2 separate regions of the Mus musculus genome follow, and region 1 is linked to region 2. Evidence: chromatin contacts called from public promoter capture Hi-C data. All regions are on one chromosome and are shown on one strand. The core of a region is the stretch at or near the end of the contact, and the rest is flanking DNA. Distances in the headings are between cores, read along the strand shown. Region 1 holds the start of Stt3b (STT3, subunit of the oligosaccharyltransferase complex, homolog B (S. cerevisiae)). Region 2 holds the start of Atp1b3 (ATPase, Na+/K+ transporting, beta 3 polypeptide).

Region 1 (6,724 bases), core at 3,332-5,831, about 19 Mb before region 2:
AACGCTCGCACAGGTTTGCAGAGGCCTGTGGAACTTACGCTAACACAGCTCTGTTTGGTTTTCCTGTGCACACTGGAGGCTTCAGTGACTTCCCCCAAGTCCCCAGACCTGTTAGCAAATCCTACCCTGGAATTCAGCTCTTGAGTCCCGGCTCTTGAGTCTGAGTCTTCACATCTGAAGACTGAAGCAAAGGTGCCAACTTCCCTCTCATCCAGGATTACCACCACCCCGGGAGATCCTCCTCTGCTCGATACCCGATACCGCACTGTCCTTTCCTGTCTTTTTCCTGACAGCCATTCTTACTGGGGTGAAGTGGGAGGGGCTTTGATTTGCATTTCCCTGGCGTCAAGTGGGAGGAGCTTTGATTTGCATTTCCCTGGCGATTGGTGACCCTGAATATTCTCACAGACATATTAACTGCACGCATGCTTTCTTTTGAAGAATCCATTTAAGTCTATGGCCTCTAGAACCACGCGGTTAGAGCACAAAGGGAGACAATAAAGCATGTAGATTTGGTTGCTTTTCCGACGAACACGTCTGTGGAATGAGTGCCCCACGGGAAGTTCTTTGACACAGTAGGAATGGTTGGGGTGTTTCATCCTTGCTGGTTATTCAGACTGTTTCGAGGACTATGAGAGAAAAGCTATCTAGTAAGCTTGTCATTCTTTAATCTCACTATATCTGTTCGCCACAGCTGGGTAACAAATATCCCTCAGTCTTAGACGCTTAAGAATATAACTACTGTTTTGTAGGGGGTTTTTTTTTGTTTGTTTGTTTTTGTTGTTTGTTTGATTGTCTGTTTGTTTTGTTTTTCGAGACAGGGTTTCTCTGCATAGCCCTGGCTGTCCTGGAACTCACTCTGTAGACCAGGCCGGCCTCAAACTCAGAAATTTGCCTACCTTTGCCTCCCAAGTGCTGGGATTAAAGGTGTGTGCCACCATGCCCAGCTTGTTTGGTAGTTCTTAAGACTAGGAATCCTTGTGAAGCTATGGAAGGTCCACGGTTCTGGGTCTCTCAGGACTGCACTCATTTCATGACTGAAAACGGAAGTGCCTGCTTTCTGGATCACTACTGGGGCTGTTGACTGGCCTCAGGTCCTGTGAGTTGCTGGCTAGAGACAATAGTTCCCTGTCACACAGTGCTTCTTGTGTATACGTGTATGTACAGGTGTTGGGGGAAATGCAGGTTTTATTTGATGCAAGCGCTCTCTGGGAGGAGGAAACAGAAACATTCAGACAGGCTTGGGTCATGGGAGATTCTTGTCCTGATCATCAGGAAGTTGAGCTGCTTTACCATCTGCCTGCCTAAGGCAGTAGTGGTACTGACAGTACTAATAACCAACACAGAGTGACCGCTCCCCTTCGCACCAAGCACTGGGTCAAGTTCTTTCATGGGCTCATTCTTACTTTCTGAACAGAACCCTTCTAGGAAGGAACAGTCCATAAACACTGAAACATGAAGGTGAAGTGACTCACCAAACAGACCTGAGGAGAACGGAGTTAGGATGGTGCCTGGTGGTAGCTTTAGATCCATCTTACACCATGGTCTCCTAGCTGGAGATTTAAGCTGGGGCAAGCTTGTGATCAGGTTTTTCCCACTCTGCTTTGCTCTCTCCAGCCCTGGACACTTTTCCTGGTCTGACTTGGTCCTCTGTACCTTTGGTGCCAGACTTCTGCAAAGTAGTCTATGGTCTTTCCTTCCAGCTGTGTGAGTGCGATGTCCGATCCAACCACTAAACTTGCTAAGGAAACAGGCGAGATTCTGCTTACTAAGATGAAGGTTCACTTTTCAGCTCAACAAGGCTGTGACAGGCACTTAAGAACCAGGGAGTTCATGTATACGGTGGCTCACACACAGAAGCACCCTGAACAGACTAGAAGCCATTTTCTTTCTTTATCGAAAAGCTGTAAATCTGGAGCATGCGCTCTCCGACCATTTCTAAGGTCTGAGAGTAAACTTGAGGACTCTCGGATCATCTACAGATGTGCTCTTACTGATCGCCTCTCAAAACAAATATTACAGTCCCTGGAGTCTTCTTAAAGCACACACCGGATCACGTGACTCATCTTAAACACACTCTACATCCAACTTCAAATCCTCCCAACACTCTCAAGTTAAAGCAATGTACAGTGTCCCTCTCAGCATGACCTCTCCCAGTCCGCGCTACGATCCGATCTGCGTGGTGGCTGTACCAGTCTTTTCTTGAGTCCCTTGCGTTCCTCTTTCTAGCACTGCAGGGTCTTTCCTTCTCTTTCTTTTCTTCCTCTGAGCCATCCTTTCTGCGGTTCTGCTTCCTCGGGTAACGCTCCCATCCGGTTGTCCATCAGTCTTCCCTGGACTGCTCCTCCAGTGTTTGCCACAGTTTACACAGCAGGCGTACCTGGAGCTGACTGACGTGGGTGGGAGGACAGGACCACTGCTCTCCAGTTCCCCGCTAGAGTACGTCCTCATGCTTTCCCACGGGCTCCTTCTTTGTCCTTGTCCACATCATGACCCTGAGTTTCCTTATGTTTCTGAACCGTGTTCCGCAGTGTTCTCAGATAAACTCACTTTATATTAAGGAGCCACGCAAGTATGAAGACTTCAGTTTGAATTCCCAGAACCATAAAAGGCTGGCTATGACCGCAGGTGCCTATAATCCCAACGCCCTGAGGCAGTGGTTCTCAACCTTCCTAATGCTGTGACCCTTTAATACAACTCCTTGTGTTGTGGTGACCCCCGATTATAAAAATTATTTCTGTTGCTACATCATAAGTGCCATTTTGCTACTGTCATGAGTCACCATGGAAATACTTTTGGAGATAGAAGTTTGACACAAGGATCAAGACCCACAGGTTGAGACAGGAGGCTAACCTGGTGTGTCAAAAGGACCAACATCTGAGCATGTAATTTGACCTCCACATGCTATGCCTTAGTACATGTATGCCCACTCTCACACACAAAGATGAAGGGATGGTCCCACACAGGTGACTTGTGTTTTATAATTTATTGTTAATTGTTTCTACTCCCCTTCACATGGGGCCTCCCGCGATTAAACAGCCAAGAGGAAGAAGACAGAGAAACTCATCAGGGAACATCTGCAACACCAGAGACACCCAAAATGTCTAAAATGAGAGTCGTCAGATAAATTCTGTTATTTTAGATTAATAGAACATTGGCTCATGAAACATGGGCAAAAATAAACGCTGCCATTTTAATGTGCACTTTTCTGAGAAAGGCCATGTCACCTCTTTGTTCTAAGGGATTGGTTAATATTCCACTATGAATCTCATTAAAATTTACATGTTTAATAAATGTTGGATATTAAAATGGTGGTGAGGAGGTCTATTTATGGAAGCTGTTCATTTTCCCTGATGAGAGTCTATTTATTTTTATAAGGAAACCGGCAAAGTTAATCACCAGGTTGGGAGTGGCTGAGCCTATTAGTTAGGTACATTTGTTCATTTACCTAACCTTTGACAATGAGCAACGGAACATAATTTTATTTTGCAAATTTACAGGACTTAATCTTTACACACATTTTAAAGATTCTGGTGTTCCCTAACAAGATGGACAGTTGTGAATGTACACGAGAAACCAGTGAAATATTAGCCGGCCCTTGTTTCTACATTAACCTCTGTACCTGCCAAGAGGGCTTCTAACACTGCAATGACCCTCCGGATCTTTAGTTCTGACTTTTGTCCTTTTGGGGATGGGCGGAGCTAGTTGTGGAGGAAGGAGAAGGTACAAGCAAACTGCCCCAGACAAGGAAAAGTTCCTACGTTTCAGTTGGCTAGAGTGAAAATTGGGCAATAGCTAATACAGTCCAGGAAAAGTTAATTTGGTGACGGAACGTAGGCAGGTGTAAATAATGAATTCTTGCAGTCAAAAGATTGAGCTGCAAAAAAAAAAAAAAAAAAAAAAAGTCCTGGAGAACACAGCAAAAAGAATGTGACATTTATGTGTGTGTCCGCCTGGCTACATCTTACTGCAGCTCGGACGACATCTGCCCACTCCAAGTTTTCAGAGCAGCAGGGCGGGGACAGAGAATGTAGCGACCCAGCCACTCACTCTGGCACGTTCAGCACAGCGGCTGGACCCACGCGCCTAGGGCCCCGCACCGCGCCTGCGCGCCCCGTCACGTGGCGGGCGCCCCGCGCTGAGCGGGTTAAAAGTCACGGCCGCCGAGCACCCGGCCAAGCCGTGCTCTCTGTTCCTTCGGTCGACTGGGACGTGGGACCTTCTGCTGCTCGAGTCGGAATCCGCGCGGGGAAGCGAGCCGAACCTCCTGGTGCCCTTCCCCAGGGCCCCGAACGGGCTCGCGCGCGAAACCGCGTCTTTCAACTGACAATGAAATCGTAGCCACGGCCGGCGGCGAATAGGCGGGAGGCCGCGAGGCGGAGGGGGTGGAGGGCCATTCAGCCGAAGCCCCGCCCAAGGCCCCGCTCGCGCTCCTATTGGCGCACGCCGCCATTCCGGCCCCGCCCCTTAACGGACCTGTCGCTCTGTGACAGGCGGAGGGGCCAGTTCCTGTTGGGCGAGGGGGCGGAGTCAAAGGTTGCCTGAGCTCCGCCCGGACTCCAGGGGGCTCCTCCCCTTTTGTGCTCCTCGCGGCTGGGCGGGCGGGGGAATGTCATTGCCGCTCCGAGCCGCCGCTCCTCTGGCGCCCTCGTCCCGTCGGCTCTCGCCGCCACCGCCGCCTCCTCAGCCGCACGGGGGACACGGATGGCTAGTGGGGCGCAGGGGCCTTTTGGGTTGAGACCGCGACGGTCGCGGCCACTGTTGAGGCGGAGACTTCGGATCGCTGCCGCCTCCACCACCCCCAGTGTCCCGGCCTCGCGGTGCTGAGGGCGGGAGCGCGCCCAGCTCTTCCTCCGCCTCCGCCTCCTCCTCCTCCTCGTTGTCGTCGCCGTCGCCCTCCTCCTCCTCCTCTGGGTCTCCGCCCAGCACCCCTCGCTCCAGGCGGCGGCGGTGGCCGCGGAGGACGAGCGAGACCCGCCGCCGGGGCACAACATGGCGGAGCCCTCGGCCCCGGAGAGCAAGCACAAGTCGTCCCTCAACTCGTCCCCGTGGAGCGGCCTCATGGCTCTGGGGAACAGCCGCCACGGGCACCATGGGCCCGGAACCCAGAGCGCGTCCAGGGCGGCGGCGCCGAAGCCGGGGCCCCCCGCGGGGCTGTCCGGGGGCTTGTCGCAGCCGGCCGGGTGGCAGTCGTTGCTCTCCTTCACCATCCTCTTCCTGGCCTGGCTGGCCGGCTTCAGCTCGCGCCTCTTCGCCGTCATCCGCTTCGAGAGCATCATCCACGAGTTCGACCCGTGGTGAGTGTGCCCGCCCTTCCCCCGCAGGCAGCCCGCGGTCCCCGTTTGTCTGGAGCCCCTCGGATCCCACCCGGTCTCCCGCGGGCCGGGCCGGGCGCGCCCCCTGCCCGCTTGGCGAAGTTTGCCTGGGAGCGGAGCCTGGGTCCTCGGCCGCCGGGGTGGGCCGGCTCCGCGCGGCGCCTCTTCGCCGCCGCGCCCCGGCTTGCTCCGGGGGCCCCCTTCCCCACGCCCTCTCCGCCGCAGCTTTGCGCCTTGTTGCATTTTATTTCATTTCTCTCCTTCCTGCCATCGGAGCAGCCCCGGGATTGCCTTCTGGCTGCTGGTGGTGACTGGAACCCCTTGTCCGCTCAGCCTCGCAGTTTCATGCTTTCTTTCCGGGAGAGTGGAGTGTTAGAATGTAGGGGGGGAAAATATTATCCCGAAAGCGAGCGCAGTGGTAGCGCCTCGTGTTTTTCCAGCACCAGGTATTTTCCGGAGTGTCTCTTTCCCCCCTAAGGCCCTTAAGTGCTCTCAGCTCGCCACACTATTTGCACAGTTGTATTGCGTTGCTTTTTAGAGCGAGATCGTTTTTCTGTTAGCTGAACTCTCACCCTCGTTGTTGCTACAATATCCGACTGGGTTGCATGAGTTCTTTTATTGGTGTCTGCTGGAAGGTCTGTGGAGAAGAGAGCAAGCCGTACCACAGTGCTGAGAGTCTAGATTGTGGTGCCGAAGTTGCACGCTCTGCATGGCACTCACTGGTTTTAGGGACTTAACTTCGAACACTGAGTTACCTACACGGGAAGATTGCTTTTCACTTTCTTCCTCCTGGCCCAACCTGAGTTAAGTTTTTTGTTTTTTGTTTTTTGTTTTTTGTTTTTTTTTTCCCCCAGAGAGAGATTGAGAGCGAGCGCCAGCGCGCCTCTTTAAACTAGTTTATTCTTCAGGCTGCCCTATCAACCTTGAACTAATCTTACTTGTAATTAGACATAATTAAACGGTAGGGTATTTGTCTTACCATTTGAAATGCACAGAGAATCTTCTTAAGAGTTAGTACATATATAGGTTATAAATGAGTTTTTTGGGGGGGGCTTATGTGTTAAGTATCAGATTTAAGTTGTACTTTAAGAAAAATATTTATGCTGCAATATCTATTGAACACCAGAGGGGCCTACTCAAGGAAAACCTGTTTAGAGAAGCAGTGAGCTACAGTGATGGCCTGCTGTGAGGTGTTTTCGTCCTATTTTAAGAGGTTTCCATTTTTTTCTAACATTAGATTTGCTTTATAAATGACCATTATGTTATTTGGAACCAGAGGAGAAAATCATGTTGGTGGAGATTACATACGAACCTACGAATATTTGTGAAGTCTTAACTAACTAGATAGAGTATTCTTTGAAACAATCAATTAGATTAAAACTGAGATTGACTAGAAATGAAAGCCGCAG
Region 2 (6,882 bases), core at 349-2,848:
TTCAGGTTTTGAGGTAAAATTATTTCCATTCCTTAGCTTTTAGCCTTACCTATAATCTAGAGAAGCATTCTAGGCTTCTTGTGTAATATTTTGGTATTTCTAAAATCAGCTTCATGTCAAACTCTACAAATTGCTTCTGAAAATTTTTTTGGTGTTATTAGACCAAAAAAGTAACCGGAGGCAGAGAGAGGTGAGTGCAGGCCTTTAAGTCACAGCACTCCAGAGGCAGAGGCAGCACTCTGTGATCTGGAAACTAGCCTGGTCTGCAGAGTGAGTTCCAAGGCAGCCAGGGCAACACAGAGAAACCCTGTCTTGGAAAACAAACAAATAACTGGAGGGCGGAGGATGTAGTTCAGTTGGTGACATGCTTGTCATGTGCATGGTCCTTGGTTCCCTCCTCTCCCAATAACCCTAACCCCAGAAAAACAACAGTTGAAAACAAACAAAAATCCCCTGTAAATCAGGCATGGTAGCACATGCCTGTGATCTCAGTACCCAGGAAGTCGAGGCAGGAGGACAAGAGTGTGGGATACACAATGTCAAGTCAGCTGAAGCTACACAGCAAGATTCTGTCACAAACAAAACCAAACTGGATTTTGGATAGTCATAAACGTATGGGTGGGCGTGGTTAATGAAATTATTGCAAACAAAATGGGATTGCATTTATTCATTCATTATTGCTATTTAACAGAGGTTATTTAACATCTCTTTTCCGGAAACAAAAACAAAAAATCAAAATAACCTCACCTTCTGTTCAAACTTCCATTTTGAGTCTTTTAAAATCCCATTTATGGTGTTTCAGAATTTCAGAATGCAGCCTGAATTCCTGGCTCCGCCTAGGCGTAGCGGCCACCAGTGGCAAAGAAAACACCAGCCGAGTGGTTCAGGCATCTATCCCTAACTCTAACAACCTTAACCTTGTACTCCATCAAGTATTGTAGTTAACAATTGGAGTGACCGAGCCAGAAAAGAAAAAAAAAAAAAAAAGCAAGGCTTTAGTGAGCGGAAATCTTGGGAAAATATTTATATTGATTTCATTGATATGCTCGACTGAATCTGGAGAAAAAGTATACTGTACTCCATTTGGTTAACGATAGCATATTTAGAATAAAACTGCCATGACCCTCAGGCAACCCAAAAGCAGCTAGTCCACACTAGACGCTACAAACGCTGCCCGAGGCCCTGCAGCAGGTGCCGTTTAAAGACGTCACAGAGCCCCAAGGAGAACGCGCCACGGCGTATTGCAGAAGGCTCCGGGGCCAAGTATGTGCTCCAGGCTTTGACCACTAAGTCTCAGGCTGGGCTTCCACTAAGCCCAGCCACGGCCTGGGCTTCCAGTGGAGAGCGCTGTAGCCTCCTACGCCCACCTTCCTCGGGCCACCACCCTGCCGGTCAGTGTGCCCGGCAGACTTCCGCCCGCAGCCCCGCCGCGCTGGCTTCCTCGCACCTGGGCGGGGGCTACAGGGGCAAGTAGCCCGGCTGGGGCGTGGCTTGGCTGGGGGCGTGGCTCTGGCGTCAAGGGCGGACCTTGGAGATGTGGGCGTGGCGTGTTGTCGGGGGCGGGGTCATCCGGGCGGCTCTGGGCCTTTGGGCCGCGCCCAGCCGGGCGGGAGGCAGCGGCCGCGGTGCGCGCCAGCGGCGCGGGGATTGGCTGCGGCGGGCGGAGACGTCAGGCTCCCGGGGCCCCTGCGGCCGCCCGGCGCGGCGCGGCGCAGTCGGCTCTAGTGGTCTCGTAACGAAGAGTTGTTCCCGGCCGTGCCGTCCTCCGCTGTTGTCGCTGGGCTGCGCCGCCGCCGTCGCCAGGACGCGCCGCCGAGCCCCTCGTCGCCTCCAGCCCCGCGGCCTCCGTTCACCTCGACTTCCACACGCCCATCATGACGAAGACTGAGAAGAAATCCTTCCACCAGAGCCTGGCCGAGTGGAAGCTGTTCATCTACAACCCGAGCAGCGGAGAGTTTCTGGGGCGCACCTCCAAGAGCTGGGGTGAGCGCGCGGCGGGGCGGGCGGCGCGGCGGACGGCCCCATTCATTGCGGGCGGCCCGGCGGTCCGGCTCCGAGGCTGGGCGGCCGCTTGGCCAGCCCGAGCGGGGCACACGTGCTGCCGGTTCCCGCCGCGAGCGGCGCCGGAAGCGGGACCGGCCGGCCGGGCCGGGCCTCCTTTGTAGGGCGCGCGCCCTGGAGGCGCGGGCCGCGCGGACTGGGGAAGCCGGACCTGCCCCTCGCCTGCCTGGGGAGAGGAAATTTCCACTGCCCGCTATCTTGTGACTCGGCGGCGCTGCCACCCAGACGGCCGGGACAGTGCGGGCGAGCTCCGGGCGTGTGTGGGTTGCAGGGACGTGTGACGGGGAGTTAATCACTGGGGCACATTGTCCGCGAAAAAGCACTTGAATTCCGACTGAGAAAGGCCGGCTCCGAGAGGGCTTCTTCCTCCTCCTCCTTCTCCTCCTCCTCGGAGATCACAGCGCTTTTCTGCCTTGCAGATTTTGCTTTGGGGAAAGACGGTCCTATTAAACACCCCCTCCTCCCGTACCTTCAAAACATCCGAGTGGTGGTTGAATGTTAACAGATTTTCTCTGTGCGAACTCATTGTTTTAAAACGAAATAGTGAATCCGAGTTGATCGGTCTTCTGGGTTTTGTGCTGCTTTTAAGGTGAGGGGTCAAAAAAAATGTTAGTGAAGGTGGACAAGTGTATTCCATTTATTGCCTTTCTATTTAGACAATTTTACCTTTTTGAAATCCTTTTTTAAGAGTATTTTGTTAATGGGTAAGGACAGATTTTTTTTTTTCCATTCTGAGTAAGAATGGATTTTTAGAGCTGAGAGCCGTTGGGGCATGGCATTTTTAAGAGAAGCATTGAAGACCATAAGTGAGATATGGCTCACAAAATGACTTGTTCACTGAAGTGAGCTCCTCTAGGGTGCAAGGCTCTTTGACACTCTATCACAAGCTGAAAGGAGCCATGGAAGGTTTGGGGGGTTTTGTTTTGTTTTCTTAAATTCCAACCTCTAGTTCAGAAATGAAACCCAGAGGTTGTGATTCTTTGTAAAATTACATATTCCATGGGGCCAAGAAAAGAGCCCAGTCTCCTTTAATCCCAGTCCAGTGGTTGTATTATTTTACGTATGCCTTGCCTGACTGCCCAGTAATCATGCACAATTTTTATTTAAATTGCTGTCTTTTCTTGAGAGCTCTGTATGTGCTCAAGAAATAAATCTTCCACCGCGGTTAAAGGGAGAAGGATGAAGATAATTGCTTGTTTCCAGAGAGCACTTTGAACTGAAGAGATTTTTGGGTGGTGGAGAGAGGTTCATTTTTGTAAGCTGCCTTTTGCCTTTCTCTCTTGCCTTCTCACTTCTAGAGTCCATTATCTTTACTTCGACGGTAGGGCTTCTCCTGCAGGATCTTCCTGTGGCCTCGACTGACCTCTGATTAACTAATTGTTGGTGGCCCTCTTGCCTCAGTCACTTACATGAGTGGACCATCATGGCAGCTCCAACAGTGCTGTTTTAACCTTTGTGTTAGGATATAGGTTTCCTTGGTAATATGCATTTAAGCAGAGAACCTGTACAAAGTGGGAGTAAGGATAAAGTTGAGGTTAGCCTAGGAAGAACTAAGCAAGACCTCTTTATAGAATCAGTACTTATCCTTGTGCTCACATAGTAAATTTTGAGTTCATTATAGTAATCCTAAACCAGTGCAGAAGATCCCACCCCGCACAGAGACATTAAGAATGTGTGTGAGAGGAAGACAAACTAAATCCTCAGCCTTGAAGGCTGTGTCTCTAGACATGTAGGGTCTGCCATTGAGAGGCCGCCTACATGCAGACTCAACATCAGTTTGGACATCTATGTGCCTGTGGGGCGTTCTGCCGAGACGGGCGCTTTTTACTTAAAATCGTCAAGGCCCTGGAAGAGGCAACTGCCTGACCCACCGCTAGCATTCCAGTATGTCTTTCTGCAATCTGTATAATGTTTCTTTTTTTAAGCAAGAAGGAATCATAGCCATATAAGTATGTTACAAACACCATCCCATGTTAATAAAGGTCTATATCCCCATTATTATTAATAGTTTACTTGACTACTGTCCCACTGCATATATACCGCTTTCCCCTTCATTATTGTGTGCACTGGCCCTTTCCTTCACCTCCTCTTCCTGTGTATATATACATTTTCCCAAATTTATTTCCTTGGGATCTGTTTGCACTTGTAGGATAGCTAGGCAGCATACAGACCTTTTAGAGTTCAAAGCATGTTGTCATGGTGCCTTGCTGGAGATTTCTCAGTATATTCCCACCAGCAAGGCTGTGATGGTGTTTTGCCTTCAACACTGAAGCTATACTTTGTGACTGCTTTTATATTTTCTGGCTTTTTTCTCCCTTGGAAAAAAACTCTTTAGATGGGTAGATATTTATTTCTAGTTGTGTCCCCACTCCTCCAACATAAATTTAATGTTGGGTGGTAGTAAAGAGTTACAACTTTTTTTTTTTTAAACTTTGTAAAGTTGCTCAGTCTGTTTTGTATAAAGGCCTCCCAAGATTCTATAAAGATGTCCACATTGTCTGGTTTTATTATACTTAGGTCTGCAGTATGTTCCATCTTGATCTGAGGTGTTTCCCTTATTTAAGTGCACTAAATACGTTAAATCTTAGTTTTTGCTGTAAACATTTTAGAGAATGGAAATTCTGCCTGTCACATCACATTACTGTATTGAAAACAGCTGTCTGAAGCTCTCAAGTAGCCTCTGCCATATAGTTTGTCTTCATAGTATAGCACAATGGGTTACAGTAGTCTCAGAATGCCTACGTGCACCTTATTTGGCTTCTCTAACAGTCCTTAAGTTAAGCAAGACAGTCAGGGATTGAAGCAGACCTAGAGTTAGTTTCTCAAGATGAACAGTAAACACAACACCAGAAATAGGTAGTTGCCATTTCTGACAAATAAACAAAAAATTTAGTGCCTGGTGGCTGTTTTTGCAATCATTAAGCCTGTGCATTAAATACAATTAGAGCCAATGTAATGAGGTTTGGATATCATCTAGTATTAAGGTAGGCAGTGTGCCATGTGTTCCAGTTAAATTTTATTGGTTGTTTTGAGTCCAGCTGGTTTTAAACTCAAGGTCTCCCACCTCTGCTTCCTGAGTGCTGAGATTATAGGCATTCTCTACCACATCTAGCTTACAATTAACATTTAAATGATGGCGTTTAATAGCAAAAAAGTGCGAGGAAGAATATTGTTTCTTATTCTGTATTTTGTATGTATAGATAAAAAATAGATTTACATCAGCTATCAAATACTTTTCCAGCAGAGACTGTACACAAGATGTAGGTGAGAAAAGTCACTGGGTGAGCTAGTGAGGTGAACAGAGTTTTTTTTTTTTTTGTAATTTGTGCCACAGTATGGTGTCATTGAAGATAAACACTTGGGAATCTTTGGAGATTATTATCTTATCTAGGATGTCTATTGGATAGACATCATAGATTAATATTAACATACAATTCAAGATTCTGATTTCTAAGCATAACTTCTAATCCATTTCTAGTAGCTGACTGCATCTTGTTCATGTGCCTCTTCTTTCATTGTAGGTCCATGGAGTGCCAGTTTGACGGTCACTTGCTTCCATTCTGGGCCATGCTTTAGCAAAATGCTCTTTCCAGGAGAATTGTTTCTGTCTCATGGTAGTTGTGTAGGTGTAGAGGAGAAGGCAAATATGTGGTTATCATTCCAGTGTTATGTTGCTTTTTAAGATGGTGGGTTTTGCCCAGTAAGTAGGACACCTGTGAAACTTTACAAATATGAGCGCTTTTGAAAACGTTTCAGACTTGCCTTAACTTATGTGCAGGTTATAAGTGTAGGACAGTGGGGGAGGGGTGGCCCCAGAGCAGGGCATGTCACCCAGCAGTAGTAAGACATAACTCCTAAATTGTCCAGGAGACAGTTTAGACCTAAAGGTGATGATAGGGAAGGATATCATAGGAACCATTCAATAGTCGATTATATGTGTTCTAATATTGTTAAAGAACCTCACTCCCAAAATGGTTTGTTAGAGTTTTCTTTTTCCCCTTCCCCCAGGGTTGATTTCTGAAATTTTTACCAGAATTAAAGTTGTACTAAAGGGTGACTTTTTAAAATTTGTCTTTTTTCCCCCATTTTATCTTATTTTTAAAAGCTGTTTATAGGTCAGTGTGGCAACCCACATCTGCAGTTCCATTACTTGGGGATGCAATTGCAGAGGCAGGAGGATAGTAATCCTTATAGTAATAAGTGCCAGGCCTGCCTAGTTTACATTTTGAGTTCATGGACAGTTAGAGCTACATAGTAAGACCCTGTCAAAACAAAACAGAGGCCTAAAGACCTACCTACAATAACGACTTTGCCATGGTTTATCATTACATGTGGTGAAGGACTAGTTAAACACTGATTGTATTAAAGAAAAACATTACATTTTTTTACATTTGCTATTTAAAAAAAATTTAGATTATGTGTATTTTGTCTGCATATGTGTGTGTGTATGTATGTGTATGTCTGTGACCTTGTGTGTGCTTATTAGCCTGTGTGTAAATTCTGAATTCTGTGTGTAAATATCTAAACTATTGTTAGCTGATTTTCTCATTTCCATATTTAAGGAGAATGACATAGTGTGTCTTTTCAAACCTTAGCTAGTATATTTTAATATATTAAGTATTCTCATCTACTACCTTTTTTCTTATTTTTTAAATTACAGTTGTGTGTGCTCATTTGTTCATTCATGCGTGCCTGTGCGCCTGTGCACAGGTAGAAGAATAAGAAAACTTGTTAATGTTGATTCTCTCCTACCATTGATCAAACTCAGGTCATGAAGCTTGGTGGCAGGTGCTTTTTAAAGACGGTTTTACTGTGAAGACT

The links. Promoter capture Hi-C pulls out the DNA fragments that hold promoters and counts their contacts.
Region 1: a promoter capture Hi-C map of erythroid cells shows a contact between it and region 2, with 7 times the contacts expected there. The contact joins the promoter of Stt3b here to the promoter of Atp1b3 in region 2.

The regions. Positions count from the first base shown.
Region 1 is chr9:115,308,325-115,315,048 of GRCm38.p6, reverse strand. It overlaps Stt3b (STT3, subunit of the oligosaccharyltransferase complex, homolog B (S. cerevisiae)), which reads left to right and starts at 4,581. Exons shown (of 16, transcript NM_024222.3): 1 at 4,581-5,297. The coding sequence starts at 4,993.
Region 2 is chr9:96,359,147-96,366,028 of GRCm38.p6, reverse strand. It overlaps Atp1b3 (ATPase, Na+/K+ transporting, beta 3 polypeptide), which reads left to right and starts at 1,598. Exons shown (of 7, transcript NM_007502.5): 1 at 1,598-1,983. The coding sequence starts at 1,875.